2 separate regions of the Arachis hypogaea genome follow, and region 1 is linked to region 2. The links are chromatin contacts, called in public Hi-C maps. All regions are on one chromosome and are shown on one strand. The core of a region is the stretch at or near the end of the contact, and the rest is flanking DNA. Distances in the headings are between cores, read along the strand shown. Region 1 holds the start of LOC112737795 (long-chain-alcohol oxidase FAO1). Region 2 holds the start of LOC112737787 (chaperone protein dnaJ C76, chloroplastic).

The links. Hi-C and Micro-C count contacts between places; a contact is called where the count stands out from the background.
Region 1: a contact with region 2 is called in a Hi-C map of leaf, with 3 times the contacts expected there. The contact joins the promoter of LOC112737795 here to the promoter of LOC112737787 in region 2. A contact is called at or near these places in 2 of 8 Hi-C or Micro-C datasets (both in leaf).

Annotation. Positions count from the first base shown.
Region 1 is chr13:26,435,317-26,441,993 of arahy.Tifrunner.gnm2.J5K5, forward strand. It overlaps LOC112737795 (long-chain-alcohol oxidase FAO1), which reads left to right and starts at 2,071. Exons shown (of 3, transcript XM_025787904.3): 1 at 2,071-2,696; 2 at 6,029-6,301. The coding sequence starts at 2,475.
Region 2 is chr13:26,171,522-26,178,708 of arahy.Tifrunner.gnm2.J5K5, forward strand. It overlaps LOC112737787 (chaperone protein dnaJ C76, chloroplastic), which reads right to left and starts at 5,411. Exons shown (of 9, transcript XM_025787894.3): 1 at 4,762-5,411; 2 at 4,237-4,365; 3 at 4,018-4,147; 4 at 3,810-3,930; 5 at 2,809-2,890; 6 at 2,657-2,710; 7 at 2,151-2,189; 8 at 1,963-2,062; 9 at 717-1,044. The coding sequence starts at 4,983. The coding sequence ends at 914. LOC114925057 (a long non-coding RNA gene) reads left to right here and starts at 6,035. Exons shown (of 2, transcript XR_011869487.1): 1 at 6,035-6,274.

The sequences.
Region 1 (6,677 bases), core at 821-3,320, 260 kb after region 2:
TTAAGTTAATCAAACACATACACTTTGTTTTTAGTTTGCTTTATCAACACCACGCCCAATTGTATTAAAATTTACCTTCACTTGAGTGCATTTGCCTCTTTGAATATTGAGGACTTTGCTGATTTGCAAATTGCAAAGAATACCTTATCCTTATTTGTATTTTGCTTTGCAGAGTAAGTACTATGTACTATGTAGGGTTTGAAATCTGTGTTAGCCATAGCAACTCAGTTAAATGCAATTACTACTACATATGTTTGTATGTAATATAATTCACTAATGAGTCATATTGAAATTGAGTGAGTCACAATTTTATTTTTTGATTTGTGTTTTTTGTTTTAATGGCTGAATATGCATTATTACGGGACCTAATTAAAGTTGTCTTGCCATTTTCATTTGTAATCAATTTGGATTTGGAATTGGATTTGTTGGACTTAATTAATGTAGCTTTTATAACAGGCACTAACATAAGATTATTTAAAATTTTGCAGGACAGTAGTAAAAACAATGGAGCTCATAATGGATGATCATACTACTCATAAAATTTAATATTTTGTAACTAAGTATATAAAAGAAGTAGATATGTGACACTTGTTGGAATTGTAATTTTTATTTACTTGTTATGACTTTACTTTTTAGTACTTTGTCTTCAAAGTCTACTTTTGTGGTGACAAGTTATATATATATATATATATTATGAGAAAATTTATGTATATGTTGGACTATTTCAATATACATAATTATTTTGGTCTATGATTTTAAAATTATATATGAATTTTGCATGAAATATTAGGAAGATTAATTAAAAAAAAAATTCTGACCAAACTTATGACCACCCTTAAAAAGGGTGACTATATCTTAATGTTGGGCTCAACAGGCACGCTTAAAAAATGTGGCCATAGCTAAGCAACCGGCACGCTTTAAAAGTGTACCCATATCTTCATTTATTGGCACGTTTTTAAAGAGTACTCAAAACAAACAGTCTGGAACATTTTAAAAGCGTGGCGATATGTGCACTTTTCGGTACGCATTTTAAGCGTACCTATAGGTTAAGACCTATGGCCACGATTTTTAAGCGTGGCAACAGATGAAAGCGTGCCAACAAAAAAAGCGTGTCGATAGTTCCACAAGAGCGTGGCAATAGAGCAACTGACACGCTGGCGGATGTGACCCTTTTAAAACTGTGCTAATAGCTCAAAAAGCGTGGCGAAAATCTATCGGCACGCTTTTTTACACTTTTCGGCACGCTTTAAAAGCGTGGCAGAAAGCTTATTTTCTTGTAGTGTCTTGACATCCACTACGTCCTTCTTCCACTGCTTATCCACAATAATATCAACCCCATTCCTATTTTTCACCTTTCCTGTATACCAAAAATAATCACCTAAAAAAATATGATTATTTTTTATATTAATTCTGTATATAATCACCTAAAAAAATAAATATGATCGGATGACTATATAAAATATTTTACATTATGAGTGCATAAAATTTAAACTCATAAATATATATATATATATATATCATGCATTAAATATTTGATTATTTGTTATTCATCAAAACAAATAATCATAATTTAAAAAAAATAATTTATCGATTTAATTAAATTAATTTGTGATGTATATATACTATGGCTAATTTCAAATGTCTATAAAGTAATTTAAAAAAATTTAGCTATCGGAAGTCTACAATCGTATTTGCTCTTATTACATGTGTATATATACTGTACCCCACTGCAAAAATGGTCATATGCACTATCGATATGGATTTATCAAATTCTTTCTCTTCAAAATTTTAGTATAATTTAGAAAAAGATTAATTTAAATTTATAATAAATTTCAAAATTAATTAATTTTATTGCACAAAATATCTGTGTATTTTACCTTTTAAAATATGAAAACATTGTCGAAATTTATAGTAATAAAATGATAAGCAAATAATCAATTTTATCACTTATGAGTAGTTTAGCATCAAAATATTTTATATTACATTTAAAACAATCATATATATTTTAGGATGTCATTCTCAATAATTGAAACTATATTTTATACACCATGCAATTTACCCGTTTCCGCAGGAGGTAGAGAAGTTATATGATTTAGAAAAGTTGACATAAAGTAGTTAAGAGTTGAGTCTATATATATCCATTGCCGCACAACCTACAACTCATATAGTGTATAAGTTAGAAAAGAAAGAAAAGAAAAAAAAGGATTATTGTGATTATTATTAATTTACATACCAGTCTATCATTATCTTCCTTCCTTCCACCTCATCACACCCTCCAATTAATTAAACAGAACCAATCATAATCATTCCTTTAATTTCTTGCACCTTTGCTTCTATATATACCTATCTATATCCATATATATTCATCTAGATCCTTCTAATTATTCTCATATCATAACTAACCCGCTCCACAGACAATTTCATATAATCAATTATCCTAATTAGCTTGTGTGTGTGTGTGTGAGAGAGAGATCATGGTGAAAAGAGAGTGCCATCCATTGTTGAAGGGAGAGAGAGGAGAGAGAAAATACAGACATGGGTTTTTTGGGTATGAGATGGAATCACTTGCAAGCATATGTGAGGTTGTGATTCCTCCTTTGCCGCCATTGAAGGATGAAGAAGATGAGCTTAATAACAAGGATGTGACCAAGTCCTTCTCGAACATTTCCGCTTCTCAACATCCATACCCTCATGAGGTACATACGTATATTAATAACATAATATTATACCAATATATATACGTATTTGATTACAGTTTTCTTTTTCTTCTTCATCATGTGTTCTTAATTATGCTGGGATTTTTTTTTTATTTTTGATTTCTTTTGACCTATTTATTAATACTTCATATCTTTGTAAAGCGATATATATTCATTAGTGTCAGTGTGTGACCCACAAAACTAAAATTTCACTATTTGAGCATTAATAAAAACGAAATAAAAAATTTACACGAATACTGATACAGTCTTTTATATATATATATAACAATTTCTCTTGATTCTCGAAAAGATTAAAACACTATAAATATACTTATATTTTAAAAGATAAAGAATATAAACCACCAAAAATTGTTTTGTTTACAATTAAGAAGATATATGAGAGTTTCTTATTTCCCATTTTGTATATTAATTAAATATATTTAATGAAAAATTATCTTATTTTTATTCCACAAAATATATATATGTCCTAAATAATTTGAGTAATGTTATGGAGCTAATTATTTTTAGCCAAAATCAATTATTTTTTTAAAAAAATATTTATTTTAAATTTTAGAATAAATTTTAAATTTTTTAAAAAACAATTAATTAAAATTAATTAACTAAAAAATAATTTTTTATTGTTTTTCAACTAATTTTGATTAAAAAAAATTAAATAGGAGTGCATATATATAAGAGTTTTAATTTTTCATCATTTTCATGCGCTTCTCTCATTCTGTGCAAGAGGTTGTTACAAGCACAGTGTTCGTATATGCGAACTGGGAAAGTCCAAAACTGTGTATACAAGTGGGACCCACGTTGGTTATAACCGATACTCGTACATTTAAATCCCCTGGGTCCCTAGGATTTTGATTGGGCACGCCGCATTTGAAAAGGTTTTGGGTTTTAATTATCATTTAAACTATGTTTGGTTGGAAAGAAAGAAATAAAGAAAAAAGAAATAGAAAAGAAAGAAAAAAAATTGAGTGAATTTTTATTTTTTTAAATGTATTTGGATGAAAGAAAAAAAAAATTATAAAAAGATAATTTTATCTTTATATTATAAATTATATAGAAAAAGTAAAAGGATACTATTAAAAATAGAGAGAGATTTAATTTTCTTTAAAAAAAAAAAATTGGTGAATCCACCAATATTTTTCCATCCATTTTTCTTTTTTTTCCATTTCTTTCTTTAATCAAACAAAAAAAATAACTATTTTCTTTTTTTTTTTTTTTTTTTTTGTTTTCCTTCCTCCCATTTTTACCTCAAACAAACACACCATTAATAATTTTTACGCCACAAAAGAAAGTTTTTATATTAATAGTTGGAGCTTTTTCTTTTCCAACGATTATTTAATATTTAATGATGTAGCTTGTAATTTATATTTTCAAATGATTAAAATTGTGTAATAAAATTTATTATTTAATTTGAATAATGTAATATAGTTAATAATGTTTATTTACTTAATCATTATTCATTAACACTCAAAAGTCTTATTTTTATGAATATAATACAAATATTTATTTGAAAATAATGTAATTATATACGATAATATGTATTGTTCTTAATTAATTCTATCTTAGTAGTACTCTTGGTGTTCCCATTTACAATGTGTTTCATTATAGAGAACATTAGTATTATGTTAGGTAAAAATAATAAAACTCAAGTGATTAGTACTTCATCAAAGTTTTGATACCGATAAGAAATGATAGAAAAAATATAATATGATAAATTTAAAAAAATATCATATTTTACATCAGTATAGTAAAAACTTATATTCATTGCAAATATACCCAAATGATTTAATTTCTAGGATATTGGGTAAAAACATATATATTGTTAAACAAAAATGTTTCATGCATAAAAATAAAAGATCAGTTATTAAATTAATAATTATATATTTGTATATATTTATAATCAAATATAAAATAGTAAAATAATTAAATTTTTTAACAAGAGTATAACTAATTTTTTATGAATATTAAATATATATGGTGGTTAACTTTTAATGTTCATGTAACATGATTATTGAATATTAATGACCATTCGGATAGTTTAAAATCATGCTAGCTATAGTACAGTACTTGTTATATGAAGTAAAAATATCTAATGTCTTTTTAGTTACCTTCACAAGAAAGGAAAACAATCATGTGTACGTTGCTTCCAACTTGTAAAACGGCCATTTAATTAAGTAGATGATATGATATGATATGATATGATACATCTAACTACAAATCATTAAATTCTATATATTCTATATATTAAATCAATATCAATGTACCTTATTTTTCACTTGGAAGAAATTCCATAACCAATCAATCACCGAGAGACTGTGTTTCAAATCTAATAGTATCATGTATCTTATTTGAACGTATAAAATTGTGCATTTGATTCTTATTATTTTTCTATCTTACGATTTTTTAATACTTTTAAAAATGAGAGATAAAACCCCCCACAACGACCGGCATCATGCACACTTGTTTAATTTTTAGATTTTATCACTGCTCTCGTTGTTTGACCGTGTGACTTGGGAAGTTAGAAGCTAGAACTACACATGGTGTATTGCATGACACAAGTGCATTTGGAAAATTAAAGTAGAAATAGAATTGTATTGTATTGTTAGTCGTTCATGGGCCTAATTTTAAAAGCTAAAACACTTTTTCTTCATTATTTTGTTTTTGGATTACAGTTGTCAACCACGAGCATATTTTATATAGTTAACGTGAATCATGCATAAATATTACGAGTTTAATTAAGAAATCTATTTAGTTAGAGAAAGTATTGGGAGCCAATGGCCTAAGCGTACAATGTGTACAATAGAGGTTTAAGAAGTATTAGAAATATGACCATTAGTGTTACATTATCCTATCAGGTTACGTTTTTTGGATGAGTGGTTTCATGATATGGTACTAGAGTTCTAGATCCGAAAGGTTAAGAGTTCGATCCTTAGTGAACTCCAAAATCAGCTTAAGTTTTTGGGATGAGATGAGATGTTTATTATCCTTGATATCGGATGGTTATTCTAGATAGTATCATTCAGTAATATTACTTAATTTTTCTAAAATTATTTTTTAATATTAAATTTTAAATCTTAAATTCTTTAAAAATATAAGAGTTAAAAAAATTATATGTAAAAAAATTTACTAATGTTAACTAATTAAATTTAATTTTCTATATTTATTAAATTTTTTTAGTTATGTTTGGATTGATTAAACGGTTACTAGTAAATTTTATTACTATTAAATTTTTCCACCGTTGTTTCAACATACATATACTTGATATCTCTTATCTTATTATCTATTAAATTTTATTTATGATGACAAATTGGGAACAGGTTGCAGAAATATTAGTGAAGAGGGGGTTAATAGAAGCAGTAATATTGATTAGAGTGATTTTGTGGGTATTAGCAACAAGGTTGGGGACCTTGTTGCTTTGTGGGTCGCTCTGCGTTGGTGGCAAATGGCCCTTTATCAATAACTTCTCAAACATGCCTTTGGAGAAAAGAGAAAAGGTGGTTCAGAAATGGCTGAAGCATAGGTTCCTTACACCTATAAGACTTGCATTTGCTTACATCAAAGTCTTGTGCGTCTATTGTTTCTTCTCTTCGGTATGTATACTTCTATACTTGGACCTTATTCCATAGTTATTATATATATGATCTTATCAAATTTATTCCTCTTTTTAATTTCATTTGGTAAGCTTGTCATCTTCATGTATATATATATATCATGAGTTCATGTTATCAAAGATTATTTAAGTGCCGAAAATAAAAAAAAATCAAACAAATAATAATCAATTATGCTATGCATATTAAAAATAAATCAGGCACAGCATAGCAATAATATTGGGTGATTCATAATTTCTTTTATAATGTTACTGTAAAAAAGAGTTTGATTATTCTGACGGCAGTTGATTAAGTAGTTAAATAATATATATAAATTAATATATAAAAATATATATAAATATAAAATGACTAATTTAGT
Region 2 (7,187 bases), core at 4,161-6,660:
TTGTCAGGGGCCGGATGGAGCATTCACTCTTAAATATAATATTTTCTCATATTTATATTTCATAGTTTACAAATTATTATACCTTGTATTTGTATTTGTATCTGTATCTAGTACGATGAAATATAGTCTTGATTTAGTAAAATATTTTGAAAATGTATTTGTACTTTCTAAAAGAAACATTAATTTATATTTTAATATCAATAAAATTTTTATATATTATTGTAATTTTTATTTAAAAAATATTTTACATTTTATATATATATATATATATATTGTGTTCCTATGTTTTACAATAAATTAAAATTCGTATAACTATATACCCTGTGTCATATCTTGTCTCATATTCATGTTTTATAGTACATTTTTAAAAAATAAAAACTTTACTAAATCGATCAATATTCTGAGTACGAATGAGAATGACATGATTTGAAAAAAAAAAAAAAAAAACCAGTTGCGGTTAACTGAATTGGATAAGAAGGATGAGTGTGCTATGGTATTTGTGAGAGAATATTCTCCCCTCATTCACGACTATTTAAAATGGAAGATACGATGATGACGAAACCAAATTTAAAATTTTGCTAATCTAACAACAGCTCACAATATTGTTGTTTGAATGAAGAAGTTGACAATTTAAATGAAAGAGCTTAATTAGTAGGAATTCCATCACTGTTGGACTATTTTTAAACAAATCTCTATAAAGTCATAATAAAAGCACATTGAAGTAAAGTAGTAACTTTCTTCTATTATTATTGTATCTTACCCTTGTAAATAACGTGTTATATTTACTTGATTAGAGTTGTTGCATATACAATAAGAAATAGACTTACATGATTTAATTTTAGACTATGGTCAATGGATGAATTAATTACATGGGATTTGTAGCTACATATAAGATAGTGTGTAAAATATTGGGTCAGTTGTCTTTGCTTGAGGCAGCTTCTGGAAGCTTAAAAGTTGGAGGCTTATCAACACCCCTTCTTGAGTACTCCCTCCATCTTCTAGCAGCAGCAGCAGCTCTTTTTGCTCTTTCTTTCACTTCCTCCTCTGCAATAAATTATTAACATCTCAAATATCATAACTGCCAATTTTGCATAGAGAATATATATCTCTCATATTTTGTGGTTGTGAAAATAAAAAAACAAAAAATTAATTATTCTGTTAATTTTTATAATTTTATTAAATTTTAAATTAAATTTTTATAGTTTAAAAGTTTTTAATTAAAATCCTATACTAAATCAAAACTTTTAATTAGGTCCTTTCTAATTATTTTTTGTTAAAAAATATTTTTTTTGAAATATTCGTTTTTATGTTTGACGTAGAATGAATTATGGAATATTCTAAAAACACATTCTAGAATGACTGTATTTTTCTTTTAAAAAATAACTAATAAAAAATTTGGTTAAATTATAAAGAGTAATACAATAATTAATACATAAACCAAATCATAAGGCATAACTAGTCATATATCAGTTGTTCAATGTGTAAATGTGTAATTTGTATTCATTATTACATCTTGTAGTTTATTCTACTGCACACCTCTCGATCCAAAAATTATTGCATATTTATAGACATTTAGTGATTTAGGTGGATTGTGTGTCATTCATTTACAAAGTGGCAGAATATATTACCATTTATTATGAATAGATCCGTATTTTTATTGGAAATGTCACTTTATAAATGAAAGAAGCATATTCCAAATGCTCCATGATGAGAATGCAATAATTTATCCCTCCTCACCATTGAATGTGGTGTGTGATCTATATACGATGGGTCTCACATTCAATCTAATTTTGAAAGAGTGTCTAGGCCATAAAATATTTCTAAATTGCTATATCAAAAAATGAAGGGAAACCTTGGAATGACAATTTAGTGGTGTTATGAGACCTTAACGTTATAGGTTCAAGTTGTGGAATCAGTGATGTGTCAAGTTACACCAGTTTTTGCAGTTTGACATGGCCATACCTGAACTTTGGTATTCTTTTGGTTTTGCCCATAAGTTGTCCCAGTATGAGTTTGTTGCATCAGTACCTTTCTGCTTCATCATTCTCACTTTTGCTTGCTCCTTCAAGAAACTCATCACATTAATAAAGTATTCAATTCAGGACATGGTTTTTTTGTGGAAAGATAAATCAGAATATAAGATTTATTACCAAGACTTTTGCTTGCCTCTTTTCCCATCTGCTACTTGCCTGTCATAAGATCAAGTTAAGAAGAAGTAGAACGCGTAAATAATCCACACATATATGGTACACTATGAATAATATCCTGAAAACCATTCTATTAATCCATAACATGATGACTTTATAACCTCTGTTTCAAGGGTTACGAACATTGGATGAATTATAGCATTATGGGCCTTATCAAAGCTGTAACAAGTTAAATTTCAAGTTGTGAACATAAACAATCACACCTTTATGCTTGAAGTTGAAGCAACCGAAATCGCAACCACAATTTAAAACCATTTGAGTTTGATTCCTTATCTAATGATACTTAGATGTTTTAAGTTGAAAATTCAAGGTAATTCAGCCAGGTTTTCGGAGCATGCAGAATATGGTCATTTCAAGCATATTTCAAACTGAGAAAGTCTATTGAACCCCCTCAACAAAATGCAAATTAAGAAGTTATAAGAAAAACTTTGAACATGCAAATAACTTACCATTCTGAAAACATCACTTGATGCTGACCCCATACCAGAAAGCATTAGGGCAACCTGCAGAGAGGTATAAAACAAAGAAGATGAAGACAGAAAACTCATGAATAGAGATCATAAGAGGGAAAAAAAATTGAAGGAAGAAACGGACTCCTTACATTAACTCTCTCTACACGGCGCATCTCGTCTTCAAGTAGTGACAATTGTGCAGCTGAAGTCCAATGAATGCAGTCAACAGGGCTTAAAAAATAAAAAATAAAAGAAATCAACAATCTCGATCGGCTTAGTTGCTTCACAAGGTTAAAATTCTAGCTCTTCGAGATTAGTATCTCACTGATGGCTCAAGATCCTACAGAAGGAGGCTCTTTTTGCAACATTATCATACCAAAGGTTATGAAGTTCTAAGATCTAATAGCATCAACAGATAATAATATATATCATCTAGAAACTTGAGGAGGAAAAGTTCTTGTTCACATATAAACATGAAACTGAATCCTGGTGTAATGGTACCTTGTTATGCCTCATAATGGATTTTAACTACAAATGAAGGTTCTGCATTTGGAATTAATGATCAGTTGAATGAGTTAACCCTTGGATGTTTCGATACATATGTATATTGTTGACAAAGGATGAATATCAAAACATGTGATTTGCATGCTTTCATGAAAATTCAATTGATATGCTTACATAATGCATCCCTATACTGAATAACACTATATTTTTCTTTCTTTCATTTTGGTAAAATGGATAGCCAAAAATTTTGAGAGTTTAGCTTGTCTATTATTGTGTGTTGAATCTGGAGTTCATGTGCTATGTTATTGTGTTTCATGTTTTGCGAATCACTCGAAATGTTAGTTTATACGATGTCGTATGGATTTCTCATCATGACTTGAATATGTTTCTCTTCTCTTTTTTTTTTTTTTAACTAAGATCAGTATAAGAAAAAGATATTAGATATCTCAGACAGTAATGAAAAATTGAGGTGGCTCAATTATATTTGTATCATGCTTTAATTACATCGTCAGAAAGAAAGTTGCAACAAGTGACCAAAATGGATGATTAATAATCAATTAGAGTCATGCAGAGAGACAACAACAACAAATAATAATAATAATAATAATAATAATAATAATAATAATAATAATAATAATAATAATACCAAGTATCAATTGCTTGTTGAACTAATTCAGGGTTCCCACATTGGCTGTATACTCTGGCTCTTCCAAAGTCCTCTTCTATTGAAAACACATCAGGGGCCACATTGGCACAATTTTTGCATCCTGTTCAGGAATTTTGCAACATAACAGGAATTTTTCAACTTACATAACTTTCTAGATATATCATTGCAAGACTAAGTAAAAAAGTACCTATGCAGCTGAATTCATCAACAAAAGCATGATCCTTTGGGCTAGAATCATCGAGGAAGGGATTTATTGATGTCAAAGAATAGCCGTGAATTTCGTCGTAAACCATGCGTTGAACAGGATCGCTTAGCACCTGCACACTGCAATAGTCAATTTACAATGCAGAAAACATAGGGTAAAGTTTCAATGAACATAATTTAAGATATTCAAAATGAAAAATACTGCATAGACTTCATTGATGAATGTGCAGAAATTTGTAGTCTCCGGGTCATTGCCACTCAAATCAGGGTGACAAGCTTTCATACAATTATAATAGGCCTTCTTGATCTGTGCCGGTGTAGCGTCCGGAAGCTAGTAAATTCCACCAAACAATAAATTTTTATTAGTTTCATTTCATTTTTTTTTTGGTGGAATATAAAATCATTCATACGTTTTTATCCATTATTTTAAATTTATTGAAGCTTTTATGATTAAGATTTTCAAAAATCATATTACGAACTTAGTAACTATAATTGGAAAAGAATTAGTTAGTTGGCTAAAAGAAACTACCACTATTCCAATTGATAAGTGAATCATAATATTTTGATGAACATTAATGGTCAAAACAAAAAGAAACTTTGACTCTTTAACTAAGTGTCAGAATTTCATTACTTCTAGTAATTTTACTTCCGTTTTTTAATAATTTCTACAAAAAGTAATAAGAAATGATAAAAAAAAAAGAAAAAGAAATAGAGTTTGATCAATTACCAAGCCCAAAACTGCATAATAGTCATCAGCAACAGCATCAGTGGTAGAAAAAGATTCCTCAGCTGCGACTCTGAGCCTTCCAAAATTGAAGGCTCTTCTGTTGCCATTGTGTGTTACAAAGCTCCAAGAATTTGCAGCGTTTGGCATTACACGCCATGATGATGTGGTTCTTGGACACAGACTCAGTGAAGGATTTTGGACTGGAGAGAGTAACTGAGCCATTCCAATACCAACTCTCTACCGAAATTGAGTATAATATATAAATATATAAAAATAATAATGATAATTGTGGGTGGTTGTTGGATATTGTTGAGAGTGGAAAATGGAGTATTTTGCAATATTTGCGGAGGGAGAAATTTTGGCGTAGAAGGGTGGTGTTGCTGACATGGCAGTGTCACAGCCAAAGACATTCAAAAGAATCTGCACGAACCCTGAGATGAATCTGAGAGGGGGAAAAAGAACGAGACGAATTGGGTTTCACTAGAGGTGGCACGTGTCCTCACGTGCACAGGTGTTGCATTGCATGGTTTGTCACTTGCTTGCCTCGTCTTGTAAATTGTAATTTTCTTTTTTTGGTAAACGCTTGTGTTGTAATTTGCAAGTGCCTTTTAGTTTTGTTTTGGCGTTGAAGTGCCACTACGATAATCGGCAAAAGATAAAAAAGTTGAAAAGATTTGTAAAACAAATAAAATAAAAATTGATTATTATTAAATTTATAATTTTGATTTAATTAAGATTGATGGATAAATTACTAAAAATGAATTCGAATTATCTTATCGCTGACAAAAATATTCTCAAATAATAAAATTTTTAATTTTACACATGTATTTTTATCATGTTTTTAAATAATTTGAAGGTATTTTTGTTAATAACAAAATTAGAGATAATTTTTATTATTGATAAAATAATTCAAGTGTATTTTTTGTGGTTTATCTAAAATTAAATTTATTGGACAAATTATATAAATAAATAAAGTTTAATTTAAGAGTAAATTACTAACCCAACACTGTTCATTTGCCTGAATGACAACACGACCCTTAACAAAAAAAAGGATCTACTTCACCTCATGTTCCTATGCTCCGTTTGCTAATGCGGTTCTTCTATCATTTTTGCCATCAAAGAGTAACGAAACTTGTTTATGTGTTTTATTAAGCTGCTTAGCTAGAGAGTTAAGGTTGTGAGATGGAGGTTAGAGACCCACGTGACTTGTTAGAAAGGACAGGGGCCTTTTCCACGTGAGCACAAATAATACCATTTTGCTTCCCCAGAAGATGTTTCATTTCACGCCTTATAGATTTTTCTATAAAACTCCATGGACCCTCTCTAACAATTATAAGAAAATCCTAGTAGCTAGAGGAACATTTTTTTCCTTTGAGGCAGTGGTGAGTGTGCAAAGTTAGAGGGATGTGTTCACAAGGTTGCTGACGAAGCTTCTCATGATGAAGTTGATGGAACTTGCACGGCGCTACTGGCGAAGTTTGGATGGTTGTTGTTGACGCTACGAAGTGTAGAGGTATGTGTCGTTGTCCCTCTCTCTTTTTATGTGTGTGGTCTTGAGTATGACATGCAACTATTGTTGTCTGAATCCAGCTCTGGTTAAGGTTTAGAAATGTTAAAATATTTTTTATATTGTCATGCCCTATATTTAAATAATATGAAAGCGAAGAGATTTGTTTAAAAATAATTTTTTATGTAATAAATTAAACAAAGTTGAAATAAAGTAATAGAATTAGGTGTTTATAATAAGATCAGATTAAAATGCTTGTGTAACATATTGAGTTTTTAATTAGGATTTAATTTAGGCCTTTTTATTTTTTAGATGGTTAAATATCTGGTTGTCCTTGTGTTTCATCAAGAGAAAAATTTTAAGAAAGATAACGAAAAAGTTTTACACTATTTACATGAAAAAGTTCAAAAAATTTACCATTAGATGTTGACCTAATTAATCTTTTTGATTTGGTAATTTTATTTAAAGAATTAGGCTACTTGAAGTATAAGGCTATGTATTGATATGATGTGACTAATTTTGATATAGAGTCTGGGCTTCATGTCATTTAGAGAATGAAGAGATTAATGAACTGAGAGAAGCTCTTCTTAAGAATAGATATGTGGATGAGTTTTATATCTATTTCAATCATCTCGTGGATCTGCCAAAGGTAATTGATATTAGAGCTAAGGAGAAAACTGTGATTTTAAGTGAGAAGACACCCTCTGATTCATCATCATCTTCCTCTGATGATGGATTTGAAAGTGTTGAGAATGAGGGTTATAAGCCTCCGCTTCTTAGATATTAGTCTGATGACAGTAGCAATGACAATAGTTTGAAGAGAAAAAAAAGATTATGAGTCCTATTAAAAAAAGGGTGACACCTAAAAAAAGTAATAAGGTTGGTGCATCTAAGAAGGGGCTTAACTCAACAAATAGTG